Linked DNA regions of Mus musculus: all the other regions are linked to region 1. A link is a contact called in public HiChIP or PLAC-seq and promoter capture Hi-C data. All regions are on one chromosome and are shown on one strand. Each heading gives the region's core, a stretch centred on a gene start, on an enhancer-like site or on the middle of the called end of the contact. The rest is flanking DNA. Distances are from core to core; before and after follow the strand shown. Region 1 holds the start of Med12l (mediator complex subunit 12-like). Region 2 overlaps 4930593A02Rik (RIKEN cDNA 4930593A02 gene). Region 3 holds the start of F630111L10Rik (RIKEN cDNA F630111L10 gene).

Evidence for each region. HiChIP or PLAC-seq counts read pairs in DNA pulled down with a chosen protein or histone mark. Capture Hi-C pulls out chosen DNA fragments and counts their contacts.
Region 2: a contact with region 1 is called in an H3K4me3 HiChIP or PLAC-seq map of forebrain, with 4 times the contacts expected there. The contact joins the enhancer-like site here to the promoter of Med12l in region 1. A contact is called at or near these places in 2 of 39 promoter capture datasets (embryonic stem cells and hippocampal neurons), 6 of 484 Hi-C or Micro-C datasets (cerebral cortex, cortical neurons, embryonic fibroblasts and 2 more), 7 of 115 datasets of contacts at active chromatin or transcription factors (embryonic forebrain, embryonic stem cells, fetal liver and 2 more) and 2 of 9 other capture datasets (adipose tissue and pancreatic islet).
Region 3: a contact with region 1 is called in a promoter capture Hi-C map of pancreatic islet. The contact joins the promoter of F630111L10Rik here to the promoter of Med12l in region 1.

Annotation. Positions count from the first base shown.
Region 1 is chr3:59,005,447-59,008,647 of GRCm38.p6, forward strand. It overlaps Med12l (mediator complex subunit 12-like), which reads left to right and starts at 1,532. Exons shown (of 44, transcript NM_177855.3): 1 at 1,532-1,654. The coding sequence starts at 1,556.
Region 2 is chr3:58,784,296-58,787,496 of GRCm38.p6, forward strand. The region is part of intron 8 of 4930593A02Rik (RIKEN cDNA 4930593A02 gene); the gene reads left to right. Among named protein-coding and RNA genes, the nearest start is that of Gm40059, 39 kb to the right of the region's middle. Within about 2 kb of position 1,691, at least 30 of the 459 cell types and tissues checked have an H3K27ac peak or open chromatin away from gene starts, as enhancers often do. A contact at or near this core is called in cerebral cortex, cortical neurons and forebrain, where this site is marked.
Region 3 is chr3:59,151,982-59,155,182 of GRCm38.p6, forward strand. It overlaps F630111L10Rik (RIKEN cDNA F630111L10 gene), which reads right to left and starts at 1,647. Exons shown (of 1, transcript NR_045641.1): 1 at 1-1,647. The region is part of intron 15 of Med12l (mediator complex subunit 12-like); the gene reads left to right. It also overlaps a transcript of P2ry14 not described here.

The DNA of each region.
Region 1 (3,201 bases), core at 282-2,781:
TCAATGCTCACGGCTCTTGGCCCCGCATCTGTGTGTCTACCTGGAGCAAGCGAGGGGCGCCGGCAGGTGGATTGACCAGATCCCCCGAAAGGATCGCCCCCTCCCCGCGGTTCCCATCCCTGTGATGCGAGCAGGTGAGGTTTCGCCTAGGCTGCCGGGATGGCGACCCCAGGAGGGGTCGAGGCGGAGGGCGCAGCTCGAGGCCCGGGGTCCCTCCTGGGGCTGGTTCCATAGCCGGGTTAACCCTGCAGCCAGCTGGGGCGCAGGGCCCGTGGAATGCGCGCTCTGCGGCTGCGAAAACCCGGAGAGGCAGATGGGAGCGCTCGAGGCGCTCGCAGCCAACTCCTCCGCGGTCCGGCCGCCAAGCTGGGCATGCTCAGTGCGGCCGCCGCGCCGCCGTCCGCCAACTCGGGAGCTCGCGCTCCCGGGCCGTGGGGGCGAGAACGCTGGCGACAGCGAGCGACGCCCCCAGGCAGCCGCAAACTTCGCGGCGTCCGCAGTCTGGCGAGCCAGACACCTCGCAACGTCAAATCCAATTCCCCAACCCTAACGGAGCGATGGAGGCTGCGGCCGCCAGGGCGTCCCGGCTGCCCGCCCCTGCCTAGCCGCTAGCTAGGGACCAACAGGTAAACTGTTGGGGGTGGGGATCAGGGCGCGCGACGTCTAGGGGTGGCCCGGGGAGCCCAGTCGCCCGTGCTCCCGATGTGTCCGTCGGTGCTCGCGGCCACCTCTGCTCACCCCCTCCCCAGCCCCGGGAGGGCCAGCAAAGGGTTAAGTCGGCCCCGCGCCACAGCGAGCGCGGCCCCCTCCAGCCGCCGCGGCCGCTGCAGCCGGCAGCCAGCAAAGCGCCCCGGCGCCGCCGAGGGGACCCGCGCAGCTCGTGCACTGGCTGAACCCGGAGGCACCGGCCTCGCTCGGCGTCCGCATCCTCGCCTCTCGCGGCCTCTCTCCCTCCGCGTCCGCGGTTCCGTGCCCGGGCGGCGGGTCCTCCGAGTGCAAAGCTGCGAGCGCCGGGCATGGCGAGCCAGGAAGTGGGCGCGGGCCGCTGCGCAGCACCTCGCGTGCCCGAGGACGCCTAGCTCTCGGCGGGCACCGAGCCTCCCGCCTAGGCGCCAAGAAAAGTTTTTTCCCCCTTTATGCCCCTCCCCCACCCCAGCCTGGGCCCCTCTGGGTGGGTTTGGGTTCATTGGTGAAGAAAGTCACACGTTCCCATCATCTGCTCCTCCCCCTGGGGACCGAGTGGGGGTGGCGGGAGGCCGTGGCCGCGGCGGACCCTGGCCGACCTCCAGCCCGGGCGCCGCCGCCGCCGCCCGCGGAGCAGGCGTCCCGGGGCTCGGCGCAGCGGGGTGCCCACGAAGGCGGCCCCCCTGAGCGCGTCTGCGCGCGGGCAGCGGCCGTCTCCAACCTGCTTTTTCTCCTGCCTGCAGCGCCACGGCGAGCCAGAGTGGAGGGAAGAGGGAGTCTGTCTGCAAAGTGCTGCTCCCTGGTGCTCAGAGGCGGCTGCTCCAGCTCCAGCTCCAACTCTCATTCATTTCGCCGGTTAACATGAGAGATCATGGCCGCCTTCGGGCTTCTCAGCTATGAGCAGAGACCGCTGAAGCGCCCGCGGCTCGGGCCGCCCGACGTCTACCCGCAGGACCCTAAGCAGAAGGAGGTAAGGGCGCCGGCGGCCTCCGCGGTTGTGCGGCGCTCCGCAGCGCTGACCCGGGGCCAAGCTGGCCCGGCGGGCGTCCCCGGCGCTGCGGGGGAAGGGCTGGGGAGGGGATCGGAGGCGGGGCCCGGGTTAGGGTATCAGGGACCCTGAGCTACTGAGACCCGGAGCCTGCCAACCCCCGCGCTCCGCTGGGCGATCGCTCTGCGGGGGGCTGGGTCGCTTCCCGGTTGTCGGGCCTTGCACTGCGCCGCTGGGCGCTTTACCGCTTCTACCTCGCTAGCATCTTCTTGCTCGCTTTCCTCCGTTTTTGCTTGTTTTATTGTTTTTTACTCCGTCGCTTCGATAAATCCTCGTAAACTTTTTGACAAATGCTGGAATGCAGTACATCGGACACTGTGGTCTTGCGTTTTGCGCCAGCGGTATGGGTACGGATGGGGGAGGGACCCTTATCACATCCTCCACTTTGGAATGGAAGTCGTTTTTTAGCGAGGTGATCATATATTTGGCTCGGTGAATGTACCTCTGTATCTCTCGCCTTTAAAAAAAATTTAAGAAAACAATATTGAAGAGAAACACCGAATTTTGTTTCTAGAGAGACAAATTGGCTTTCCCGGAGGCTGTTTTGTATGTGTAAAAGCAGACAAGTTATCTTAGAAAGGAATAGCTTCCAGATTACTTATTTTCTTTGAATGAAATTAAATGGAGAAACCTTGGCTGTTGCACATACAGTAGCTTCAGTGGTTATTGTAAGCTATGTAGGTATGTGTCAGGAGTTAAAAAGTAATTATGTAACAACTCTCCAGCCATAATAATGATCGCCCTTGGCTATACAATTTGCCCAGAGACTTGCCTATCTTCTCTTTTTTGGTTCCCCTGCTCCCCAGCTGTCCTTTGAGACTTTGCCAGCTACAGCCCACCCATCTTCTCTTTTCTATAGTTAAGCATGAAACTGCCATGTATTCTAGTCTTCCCGTGAGCCTGGAAAGTCTATAAAAGTTTGCGTGTCCCCTGATTTCACAAGAGGACTTTGCAAGTCAGAGTTCTTTCAGGCTTCTATTTTGATAAATGTATCCGTCTCTTTAGTAGAGGCTCAGCCCAGACTGGCTAATAATGTGTCTGAGAAATCATCACGAGCAATTCCTTTTGGCCTTCTCCCATTGAGTTTGAGGGTCAGGGAAGTCGATTGAAGATGGCTGGGAAGTTTACAGGTGGGCAGCATGTGCTTATGCAGCTCCTAAGGTCTGGAAAGAAGAGAGACTCTAAAGACCAAGTGTAAAGAAAGGTGATTTTAAAAGTTTTGGCAGGGATAGGGACATTCGTTTCTTAACTTTTCTCATCTTATAATTAGTGCCTCACTAGGTCTTTCTGGAGAGTGACGTAGCTTCGGGTTGGTGGCTTGGATTAGCATGTGTGCTTGTTTATTTAGCATTTATTTTTACATATGACAGTCACTTCAGGACTTGGATCCTGGAAAGAATAATTTTGGACATTGGGTCACTTTCTAGAAATCTAAAGCTGGAAGAAGTGCCTGTAGAGGGTACTTTTTT
Region 2 (3,201 bases), core at 441-2,940, 220 kb before region 1:
CCAATCCTCCCCCCACACCACATTTCTGCCCTTTCTCCAACCTTAGGAAACAGCCAATCATTGTTTATCCTCTACCTTTGTCTGTTATAGTAATTTAATATATACTAGCTTGTATGATGTGTGGTCTTTCACTTGGCATACTTTTTCAAGGTCATCTATGGGATAGCCAACTACAATGTGGTCATCTACATATGTTATTCCTTTTTATTTCAGAAAATATTCTATTGCATGGGTTTATTGTATTTTAAAAATGCATTTAGTGTGTGTGTATGTCTGTGTGTGTGTAACTTGCTCACCTTTACCTAGATAATTATACTTGATAATCCGATTGAAAATACCACTCTCATAGCACCACCTTGTGGACAGCACTGAAAACACTTTCTTCGTCGTTCAGTTACCGAAGGAAAGAAAATGACACAAAGTTTTGTGGAAGTTTAGCATATACCATCCACCCCAAGTCCTTTTTTGGAAAGATATATGAGATGAATATTTTAAATATGATTAAACTGTAGAGATGAGGGTATGTCTCAGTTGGCAGAGTGCTCGCTTAGCATCCATGAAACACCGGGTCAAATCTCCAACTCTATAAACCAGGCTTGGTGGTACTTGTCTGTAATCCCCACAGTCAGGAGGCAAAGGCACGAGGAGCAGAACCTCAAGGCCAGCCTCAGCTACAGAGAGTTCAAGGCCAGCCTGGATGGGATCCATAAGACCCTATGCCTCATAAATAAGTAAGTTACTAAAGTAATTGGAACTCGATAATCTGAAAATAATGGGTTGAATCTAAACCTGGTCCTCTCTGATTTTTAACACAATCACTTACTAAAACTACCTGTTATTTAGATTGTGTCTGGTGACCACTAATGGTGCCTTAGGGATGTGCGACAGGATGCATTTCTGCAATCTGTTTTTTCATTTATTCTCCTGAAGTCGGGCTTTTTTTTTTCCCTTGAGTGGTAGGGATGGAATGCGATGTGAGACAAATGTTCCACCACTGACCCACACCCCGGATGGACACACAGACTAGTAGCAAGCCAGATGGAAACACCTAGAAGTGTACCACTGCTGCACTTGGGCTTTTCTGACCTCCTCTAGGGTCTGGGCTGTTTGTTTCCACCGTGACTTCTCTTTCACTAGTGCTTGTGTTCTGCTGCTCAGACTGACTCCTGTGGGTTTTTGGGAAGCCTTTCCCCCCACGTAAAATCAGCCTCCCCTTTCTCCTCTCTAAGTTCCTTTTTTCTCTCCTCCTCCTCTCTCCCTCTCTCTCCTCGCTCTCTTTTTCTCTCCCTTGTCTTTCCCTCTCTCCCTTTCCTCTTTCCCAAAGAATGTCAGACCAGAATATTTACAAATGTAAACTTAAACAATTACCATGCTGGAAATGCCTATATTTTATATAAGGTCTGTTTGTCCTCTGAGAGGTCCCTTAGAGGTCTTACATCATGCAAGTTCCTTTGATTTTTATCATGTCCCTCAGCATTGGTTCAGGCCCTGTGAAGTCCAAACTAACTCTAGCCAGTGGGAAGAGAGTCTCCCTCTCCCCTCTGCTCTCTACATACCTACCTTTTCCTCCCTCTTTTTAGCGAGGGAACAAAGTCAGTCTCCGGTAACTGCCCTCAATCTGCTCATATCATCCTCAGCCACACAGTCCTGACAACCATCCAGCTAGTCTCTGCACGCACTCTGGGCTCTTGCCAGTCTGTTTTCACACCAAGGCATTTGTTCAAAATGCAAATCCTGCCAGGCCTATTAAAATCCTTCTAGATCCTCGCGCCCCCTAGTGTAGAATGCCATGTGGTGCCTTGCCTGCCAGTCCAGCTGTTTCTCACCCTCTCTGCACCTTGTTCTCTGCACATCGGTCCTGTTGGCTTCTCCTTTGTTCTGGCAAACCCTCCACAGAGCGTCATACCCACTCGTTCGTCATCCAGCTCGTCACCCAGTTACCTCTGCTCAGCCTAAGCTGACTTCTTAGGAGATGCCTTATCCCAGTTTTTAAAATAAGATTGGCATACCACACTCCCTCCCTTCTAAACACTAACCTCAGTTTTCAGTTTCGAATCAGTGTGGTGGGTTTTCGACTCATGCCATCGTTTCAGGAAAGCATAAACCCCACGAGACGTAGGAGGCGGCTGGTACACGGAAGGAAATGGCCCCTATAGATCCATATTATACACTTGACCCCCAGTTGGGGGCGCTATTTGGGGGAGGTTCTGGAAACTGGGAAATTGCATCAAGGTGGAGGAAGATCACTGACCATGTATCCTTGAAGCTGTGTACTTCCCTGACCCCTTCTAATATCCTGTCCATCTTGATATGAACTTCTCTGTTCGGCTTTAGCTTCCTTACCGTGCTGGAAACCTATGAGACAATGAGCAAAAAAAAAAAAAAAAAAAAAAAAAAAAAAAAAAAAAAAAAAAGAATTCCTTAAGCTGTTTTCAGATATTTTGGTCAAAAATGACACGGAGACTAGAAAAATTGAATGAATGAATGAATGAATGAATGGTAATGTCTCATAGTAATTATGACAGTTGATAATATATACTTATTGTTTCTTATTTATGTTCAAGGTAAGGTTAGGTCCAGGTGTGACTAAAAGTTCTATGATCTGGACAGGGCAATGCAAGTCTCATCCAGTTGCTTTGGGCTGTTTCTGAAAGATGAGGAACCCCACACCTGCCTGCCCCTTGCCTAGTACTATCTGGTCTAGTGACATCAGTAAGCTTAAACTTAAAGAATTGTTTCCATGTTTCTCCTCTGATAGTGTACTATTATTCTGAGTGACATACTAGTCTAGGTTTGTCTTAGGGTTTATAGAGCTGTGATAAAACATCATGACCAAAAGCAACCTGAGGATGAAAGGGTTTATTTTAATTCACAGCTTGAAATCTATCATCAAGAAGTCCAAGCAGTAACTGGAGCAGCAGCCTGGAAGGAAGCAGGAGCCCATGCAGAGGCTACGGAGGAGTGATGCGTACTGGCTTGCTCCCCATGGCTTGTTCAGCCAGCTTTCAAATAGCACTCAGGACTACCTGTCCAGGGACTGCACCACCCACAATGGGCTGGGCCATCCCACATCAATCAATAATGAAGAGAATGCACTAATAAGCTGTGTACAGGGAAGCCTAGAGAGACATTTTCTTAATTAAGAATCCCTCTTCCCAAGTGACTCCAGCTTGTGTCAAACTTGTGTCAAAGTGATGCAAA
Region 3 (3,201 bases), core at 397-2,896, 150 kb after region 1:
AAAGTTGTCAGTGATAATTTAGTGAAAAAAACAAAACATCCTAAAAATACATGACTAAGGGTGGATGGAGGAGCGTGGGAGGGCGTGGTGACCCGTGGATAACTGGTAGATTATGAGGCAGAACAGGAAGCAAGTGAAGCCATCGCAGGGTAAAGCAGATTGAAATCGTTTGTCTGTGGGCACCAGCGGCAGGGCCGGCCTCATAGCATGCAGGGGATTTAGATCCTGATAGGGTCAGCTCTGTTGCCTTCAGGTAGCCGCTCAGGGCTTCGGGTCCTGCTTCCTCCTCTTGCTGCTGCTACAGGGCAGCAAATGGTAGCTCACTTCCCACAGGCTGCCCGATTCCCCTGACTGAAGCTCTGAGCAGCTTGGTGTTTCCTCTCTTCTTCTTTGGGTTTAACAGGTATAACCATGTGTGCTATATGTACATCTACACATGTGAAACTGTACACGTGTGCTTGTATGTATTTATAAGTTTTATTAAAGTATAAGGTTTTATGTGTTTATAGAACTTAAAATGTTACTTTGATATTTCAAGTTAGGATTTAGATGATTTAGTCTTGAAATGTATTTTTGATTTTGTATATTTAAAAAAAGATAAACGTGTAAGTTGTTTTTTTTTACTCTTATTTCCTCCATAGGATTAAATTTCCTAAAACAAAACAAGCAAAAACCAACCAACCAACCAACCAACCAAAAAAAAGAAAAAAAAAAAAAAACCTTCCAAAAACTCAGCAGTAAACAAAACAATCTAGGTGGCTTGCATGGGCTCACTGAGTGCACTGACACTAGATCCATGCTCCGCCCTACGTGTTGAATTGAAACTAGTTCAAGCATTTTAAGGAGTTTAACTGATTATTTATAAACTAAGTTTCTAATGAATGTAAATTTTTGCTATGTATAGGATATGAAGATATATGGTTTTTAAGCTTCCTTAAGAATAAATACAAATTTTATTAGATGCAATTAGGATTAACTTTCCCAGCAAGACCAAGCTAAAAGCTCCTCTCTGTGTAACTATGCGTTCAAACAGACACAGTTTTGTTATATGTGTATGTGTGCAGTGGCAGAAAAGGAGAAACTATTCGTACGTAATGAGAAATTTTGAAAGAAGAAATACGGCAGTGAACTTACTTTTGAGAACCATCTCTGTGTCCTTTCACACGGTAGAAATGTCCAAGATGGACACTTGTGAAAGTTTCTTTTGAATTACTACAGACACGTTAAACCCAGCTGGGAGCCCCAAATAATCAATTAGAGCACTTAAGGTTTGGACCCCCAAATTGCCATCGACAAATACTTAACGTGCCAAACAATTGCCATTTTTAAACACAAACTGACTCTACTGGTAAAACATGAAGATTGCCCAGTGTAACCCAGTTCAGACCTAACCCTTCCATCCACACACCCAGGTTATTTCATGAAGAATCTCCTTACCTGCTTATGGCTCCTGTAGTGCACGTCAGACTACACTCATGTTGGAATATGTCTCAGTGTAGGTTCCAGAGGACACTTAAGCCGAGTTCTTCCTCATCTTCAAGAAGAGAAGAAAAATCAGGAACTTGACAGAAGCCACGAGATAATGGGTTGGCTGGGCACTGCATCTGAGCAGTTAGAATGCAGTCAAGGCTAGAAAGTGGAAGCAGGGCATGGCTAGATGTTTTGATCTGCGTGAGTGTCAGGCTGTCCTCCGCTGGTTCCCTCCATGAGTCATACAAACAGCAGCCTGACCAAATCTCCCTGCCCTCCCCCACATCATCTTTTTCTTCTCCCTACTTTTTCCTTTGCTTCCTTATCACTCACAGGGATTTTCCTCTGTAAACCTCACCATTGACAGTTCAATGCAGTAAGCAATGGGGAACAAGAAGAGCCACACACTTTCCTAAGAGGAGATTATTAGTGATAGAGAACAGCAGGTTCAGGAGTGTGGCGGTATTAGAGCTACCTAGGAATTTGAGTTAGCACTTGGGTAGTGAATTTTGGCATAAGGGCTGTTGTTGGTCTCTTTTTTCCACATTTAAAAAAAATATTTAATTATTGCTGGCAAGTAGCTCATAAGTATAGATGAACACATCACTTGTTAAAATTTTGGTAAGTTTGTATTGTTCATGCTATAACTCATATTTTAAGTTCATTCCAGCTTCTGTAGTGATAGTTTTTAAAGTTCTATATCCTTCCCACTGCACTGCATACAGCAGCCTTTGTGTTCATGGCAGGACTGATTCCTGAACTCCCTTGGCGTGATAACAAAATCCGCAGCTGCTCTCGTCATCTGGAGATTTACACTTATAGGAAGTCATTTATAAAAAGTGATATATTCGCATTTAACCTATACTTATTCTTCCATAAGTGCCTTAAATCATCTCTAGATTTCTCATAATACTTAACATAAATGTATAATGATATAACAATACATGGTATAGAACATATGGAAATGACTCAAAGGTAACTAATACTGTTCTAAAAAGTTCTTTGTGGAGTTCTTGTATTTCCATCCTTTTCCTTTGACCACCCCCCTCTTCCATTCATGCTGAGTGAAGGGAGCAGGAAAAAGAAACCCCAACAGTGGATGGGGCTCCAAGAGAGAGATAACCAAAGGCTCCTACATTTCCTATGTGCTCACTCAGGTTCTGTTGCCTAAATTAAGCTCTAAGAGCTTATGTTTACAATTGATTTTTGCCTTAACATTTTAACCTAGGCGTTTACAGTTACGTCACCTGCACAGAAAGCACTGTTTCGATTCACTGTACTTACTAAGCAGTAGGCAGTGTTCTGGACACTGAGAATGGAAAAGCAACCAGGACACACATATTTTTTTCCTTAAGAAGTATAGATTTTTATTTTGTGTATCATGTGCAAGCCTAATCACTACACATCTTATGACTTGGGCATTTGTGACCAGAGCTAGTTGAGGGAAGCTCATTACTTGGCTCTGATAGAAAGAGAGAGAGAGAGAGAGAGAGAGAGAGAGAGAGAGAGAGAGAGAGAGAGAGAGAGAGAGAGAGAGAGATATCTTATAATCAGCTGCATTGAAGTTACTACCAGGGAACATTGCAGAGTCTCCCACATGTAAGCATTTTGTGGTTAAAAGGGTGATTTGACATTAATGGTCTCCAGGCAACAGCTCTCCAGATGTCCCTGGTTTATTGCGTGAGATGCTGCTTACTGCAATGGTCTGATGAGCACCCACTTACATTCTGG